Linked DNA regions of Mus musculus: region 2 is linked to region 1. A link is a contact called in public HiChIP or PLAC-seq data. All regions are on one chromosome and are shown on one strand. Each heading gives the region's core, a stretch centred on a gene start, on an enhancer-like site or on the middle of the called end of the contact. The rest is flanking DNA. Distances are from core to core; before and after follow the strand shown.

What was found. HiChIP or PLAC-seq counts read pairs in DNA pulled down with a chosen protein or histone mark.
Region 2: a contact with region 1 is called in an H3K27ac HiChIP or PLAC-seq map of heart atrium, with 5 read pairs. The contact joins two enhancer-like sites. A contact is called at or near these places in 4 of 39 promoter capture datasets (liver, macrophages, neutrophils and 1 more), 2 of 115 datasets of contacts at active chromatin or transcription factors (heart atrium and hepatocytes) and 2 of 9 other capture datasets (adipose tissue and liver).

The regions. Positions count from the first base shown.
Region 1 is chr10:53,328,084-53,331,005 of GRCm38.p6, reverse strand. The region is part of intron 3 of Cep85l (centrosomal protein 85-like); the gene reads left to right. Among named protein-coding and RNA genes, the nearest start is that of Pln, 8.1 kb to the left of the region's middle. Within about 2 kb of position 1,530, at least 6 of the 459 cell types and tissues checked have an H3K27ac peak or open chromatin away from gene starts, as enhancers often do. A contact at or near this core is called in heart atrium, where this site is marked.
Region 2 is chr10:53,465,573-53,468,494 of GRCm38.p6, reverse strand. No RefSeq gene overlaps it. Among named protein-coding and RNA genes, the nearest start is that of Gm40650, 21 kb to the left of the region's middle. Within about 2 kb of position 1,449, at least 55 of the 459 cell types and tissues checked have an H3K27ac peak or open chromatin away from gene starts, as enhancers often do. A contact at or near this core is called in heart atrium, where this site is marked.

The DNA.
Region 1 (2,922 bases), core at 281-2,780:
TGCAAGCAACTCATTAGAGTGTAGCCTTAAGGTTTGGTGAGAGCTGTCTGTTCACCTCTAGTCAATTTGCTAGATACTTAAAGGCCCAGACATTTAATTTTTCTCAACTATCCATCAATTCTAGGCAGATTATCTATTTTCTTATTAAATATTACATAAAGAGTGTATTGACATTAAGACTGGATAGACAGTTTGTGAAGAGGGTTTGTGTAGTTGTGCACCAATTTGTAAATATATTTTGTTAATTTTTTTAGTCTTATTTTACTTACAGTATTTTTCTCCTCAAACCCTCCAATTTACTCCTTCCTGTTCTCCTTCAAATTGTGGCCTATTTGTTTTCAATTGTTACTGCATGCACATGTATATGTATATATAAAAATATAAATTCCTAAATAAAACCTACTGGGATCATGTGATGTTACTTGGGTGTGTTTCCAGGCCTGGCAGTTTGGCACTGCACTGCTTTTTGGTGTGTTCTTCCTGGGGAGGGCCACCTCTCCTACTGTCAGCTTTCCTCAGTTGCCTGTCATTCTTTACTTAGGGTTGAGGCCTCATGGGCTTCTCCCTGTCCAGTTTGTTGTTGTTTTTCAAGACAGGGTTTCTTTGTGTAGCCCTGCTTGTTCTGGAACTTGCTCTGTAGACCAGGCTCTCCTTGAACTCATGAGGTCTGCCAGCCTCTTCTTCCTAGTGTTGTGATTAAAGGTTTGTGTCACCACTGCCTGGCTAGAGAGACAATCTCATGGCAAATTCTGTGATCTTCTCTGGCTTTATAGTCTTTCGGCCCTTTCTTCTGGAATATTCATTAACCCTTGGGCATGGGGATGTTTTGTAGATGTACTTATTATTTATTGTATGTAGGTGCCATGTCTGCATTTGGTAGCTTTCTGTAGAGGTCTCCCCCTCTTTGCAGTGACATTCACTGCTGAGAGGTGAAGAATATACTTATCTTTGGGTATAAGGACAGATGTTTACAGATTGTTGTTTTGGATCATCCTGGTTTAGTAAGTTGGTTGTAGATTCTCTTTCAGTAACCATACTTTCACTAGCACTACACAGATAGTTAGGTTTCCAGTACCTAATTTGTAAAATTTATTAAATGAATCCTAAGTGGTAGAAACACTATGTTCGCTATGTATTTTTGAGGAACATGTTCACTAATATAATATGTCAGTGAAGTAATTAATATGTGGAGGTTAACTGTACCAGGAGAATGAGAAAGTTCAGACTTAGGTATTGTATAAGGAAAGAAATATTGTCACTCATGGTTCATAAAACTGCAGGCGAGGACAGTGCCAACAGAATCACTCCACTGGAAACCTCATGGTCAACTGAGAAACTTACAAACGGGGACAGAAATCAAACGAAGGGAAGCCTTCCCCATGTTCAGTCCTGTGGGTTAACTAAAAGGATCAATTTGCTTTTCTGAACCTTTGCCATTTCCTTCAGCCCCTTTCTGCCTATAAACCCCACCTCTACTCAGCACGGGGACATTTCTATTTTTGCAGAGGGATTGCTGCCTGATGCATGAATCACCCACAGTATTCAAGCCAATTAAGATAACTGAACTCAATGTATTGACAGCTTTATTTTGACATTACACATATGTCAAATGAGAACAGATTAGAGATGGAATACATTTAAAATCTAAGGTTCTTGGGACTACTAAGGAGAAAGGAAACAGATAGCTAAAGATCCCGGACCTTCATGCTTACTCTTCCTACAATTTATCTTTTAAGAGCTTCCTTGTTGATGGCAAATAGTATAGCAGATATCCAATAGTTCCAAACAAAGAAGATGCAAAAGAAAAAAAAACCAATCTAGTAATTCATATGCTTCTATTCAAAAGGTTCATAACCTTGCTAAGGAAGGCTTTGTGAACACATATTTGTACGTGATGCTCTAAGGTTTCTAGTGAATGGTGACTAAAAGCAGCAGCAGGATTTTCTTTAACAAGATCAGTGAGAATGTCATCTACATAGAGTGAGTACAGGGTTAGCACAATGAACTCAACCTTTCTAAGGATATGCTAAAAGTCCCTCAGCTGTGACTTCGGCATCCCAGTCCACAGAATTTTGAAGCAATTTTGAATGCCCGAAGACTGTTTGCTTTTCTTTATTTTGCGCTATCGGTTTCATGTGGTTTGCTTCCTCTTATCCCAGCTTGGCCTCTCCAGTGGGGTCTGGTGGAGGAGTGCAGTCTGAACCGGTGTCGCGCAGGTGTCATGCTAACATGCTGCTTTGTGCTGCGGCTGTGTGTCACTCGGTGCCTCTTAACATTATTGCCAATTGCCATTCTTATCTTTCTTCTTGCTCAACTCCTTACATTTATGGGGCTTGGGGAGTAAATCTTCCTGTACTCTAGTGTTTTGATAAATAAGATCAGGTGTTCTGATTACACTAAATAGCTTGAAAATATAATTATATTTAAAAGTTGATTTTACCTATAGGAGGAACAACAATATGAACTAGCTAGTACCCCCAGAGCTCGCGTCTCTAGCTGCATATGTAGCAGAAGATGACCTAGTCGGCCATCATTGGGAGGAGAGGTCCTTGGTCTTGCAAAGATTATATGACCCAGTATAGGGGAACGCCACGGCCAGGAAGCAGGAGTGGGTGGGTTGGGGAGCAGGGCGGGGGGAGGGGAGGGTATGGGGGACTTTTGGGATAGTGTTTGAAATGTAAATGAAGAAAATACGTAATAAAAATTGTTTTTGGAAAAAAAGTTGATTTTAAAATAAATATGCAAATTTCACAAATATTGGTTTGTAATATATTTTTGTGATCAACATCCTGGTAACTAGTTCAAGGCACTGTACTACATATAAAATAGAGTCAGATATCTTTGCCTTTATATTCCTTAAAAACAATAAAAAACTTTAAATTATTTGTTTATTGAATTTTTCTTAATATGAAGAGGTTTTTT
Region 2 (2,922 bases), core at 200-2,699, 140 kb before region 1:
AGAAGTAAGGATATATTCAGTTTGCTGCCCCAACTTTCGGCTTTGTTTTTCTTTCTTTGACTACATAGGTAGTGGCTGGAGCTTCTATTTCCACTCAGTGTCTGGTTTCCATGTATATCCTGTTCCTTTTATCTAGAACATCAAGTCCGGCCACCCTATCTTCTAACTTTGGAAGGAACTCCACCCTTGGAGCGAGCCAGTCTTAACTGTTAATAGAACGACCTGAAACTGAAGCAGCTTTAGAACCAAAGTGCATTCATTAACAGCTCACAGGTGTGTTTCTATGGTCATCCATTTAACCTTCAGTCCCTGGAAGGAAGGTACTGGGGTGACCATCTGAGACCCTGTGTTCAGTGTGTGTCACAGCCTAGCTAAGGAGGCCACTGTAGAAAGGAATCTTCTTAAGAAAATAGCTGAGCTAGCCTGAAGGTTAAGGAGATGTTCTCACACAGGATAGATGGAGAAACTGCCAGAGTAGCAGAGAGTTAGCACAGAAGACTCAAGAGGAAATTAACCATGCAGATAAAGAGATGAGCATTCCCATAGCTACAGTGAGCTGACCTGGGAAGGAAGTGGTATTTAAAACCAGAGTCACATGATGGTGGGGTAGATGATACAGTAAGGGGCTCTACAGTAGTTGATGAGTCAGAGACCCAAGGATTTGCAATCAATCACATGGGTTACAGGGTCTCTATTGGGGCTCCATGCTCACACGTACTGTGTGACCCAGATCTTTGCCTCCCTGGGAAGGCTGTTTGGAAAACATTTGCTTTTTGAGCCTGTCCATGAGACAGCTGCTTTTCATGGCACTCACATTCCTCATAGGGCCGCCTGCTGGACTGCCATTTGTCACTGTCTAGCACCTCTGGACCACTGAGCTACTCAACATGACACTGGCATCTATGCATCAACATTATCAGAGCAGTGAGTGTGAGGCTACCCATGTGTTTCTTCCCTGGGCACTGTTACACAGGTCATAAAGACAAGTCCAACTGTGTATGACTTGAGAAGATGGAAGAGGCTCAAGCTATAGGAAGAGATCAATCTAGATTTAAATTGGGGTTCAAATCCCCCTATCTACAGTTCTTTTGTTATCTTTAGCCTTCTTTTCTGTATTTTTGAGAAAAGCTCTTACTCTATATATCCTTGTCTTGCTTGGTACTTACTGTGCTGTCAATGCTGGCCTAGAACTCTTAGCAATCCTCCTGCATCAGTCTCCCTCCAGAGTGCTGGGTTTACAGGACTATACCACATGCCTGGCTGATCTGCAATTCTTAGAGCCCCTCCCCACTATCTGCACACTGGTTAAAAGGTTTGCACCCTCCCACCCATGCATGGTCTGATAGGACCCTGTGTGGTATTGTGTTCTGAAGCAGTCTCATGCTGTAGGAGAATGTCAGAGCTGAGGTTAGTGCAATCTGCAAACCCTTCCTCTGAACCAGGAGCAGGGATGGAAGTAAACACAGCCTGACTTGGCAATGAGACTATGTATGAAGTCACTACTGTGGTAACCACAAAACAGTTTTCTAGAAACAATGGACTCAGAAAGCTCACTGCCAAGAAAAGTTAAAGGGCAAATGTGTTTCCCACCCTCTACCCTCAACCCTCCCAACCCCGCCTGATGAAGAAGGGCCTTTCAGCTCAGAACTTTCTCTGGGCTCACTAGGTGCTCATGCTTTCAGTAGACTCCTGTTGCAAAAGCAAAGGGTCTTCCTCTGTAGCAACACTTCACAGGGAAGACTGAAGACAAAACATTAGTTTAGGGCATACAGGTGTGGGCCTTGAATGACAAACTCACAAGTCTAAACTTTAATAAGTAGAATTAAAAGCTTTCAGGCAAAACCTGCAGATGCAGCCGATTCTTGCAGTTTGCAGTAATGTTCTCTGAGATTCTGAATCAGCAAATACTGAGTGCTTTCTGTTGTGTGAGGCTGCTGCCGTTTGCATCTGATCACAGTTTCCACTGAGCCTGACTTGGTGCATCACCCGTGTTTCTGCTCAACGATACTTGTCTGGTGTGTACTGTAGTTATTAACATTGAATCTATTACACCCATATTCTCACCATAAGGCACAGCCCAGCCTTCTTGTACGGAAGCACGGTGCTGTGTCAATCACAGTTTGTTTATTATAGCTCTGTGATTCTAATTCTGGGAATTTACACAAAGAAATTAACCTGTAATGTAGGAAAAGTATACAGATGTGCTTGCTTGGCACAGCAGTGTTTATAGTAGAAAGATGTCCAGAAATAGCTTAAATATTTAACAAAAGGGTTATGGTTAAGGAAATGATTTATATGTGTACATTCATGAATACACAGAGATCAGTAACACATGGTACAGCCGTTTAGAATGATTATTAAGAATTCTATACAGCTACACAAGAAAGCTGTCAGAGACTCACAGAATGTAAAAAGGAGAATAATATCTATTAGTGTTAATAGGAACCTACACAAATGTAAAACTAACACTCAATAGGATTGGATGAACCTGTCAAGACAGTGGATCGTTCCCATTTTTAAATAAAACTGTTAATGTTTAATTTGATAACACAATTATGATTTAGTTAAAAGAGAAAAGAAAAGTGTTTATAAATCTTAGGTGGTAGCTGGTAGCTAGAAGGAGAAGGTAATAATAAAAAAAAAGAGGCAGAGTAACCCATTACAGCCTCTTCTTCTCTTTAAAAGCATTTTCTGCCAGGGCTGATGGACCTCATGTGCTGAGCACACACTTGTTCTTCATGGACCTATGGTCCATTCTCTCACAGAACTCTGAATGCCTCTCGTGTGAGTGTTGCCTCTCTGTTCTCAGGTGGGGACATGGCTGTATAGTTGACCACAGTTGGGACATAGACACAGCAGGAACACAGAGACTTGCTTTTCGCATCCAGTTTTCGGATTTTCAAAGCATTTGACCACATATTT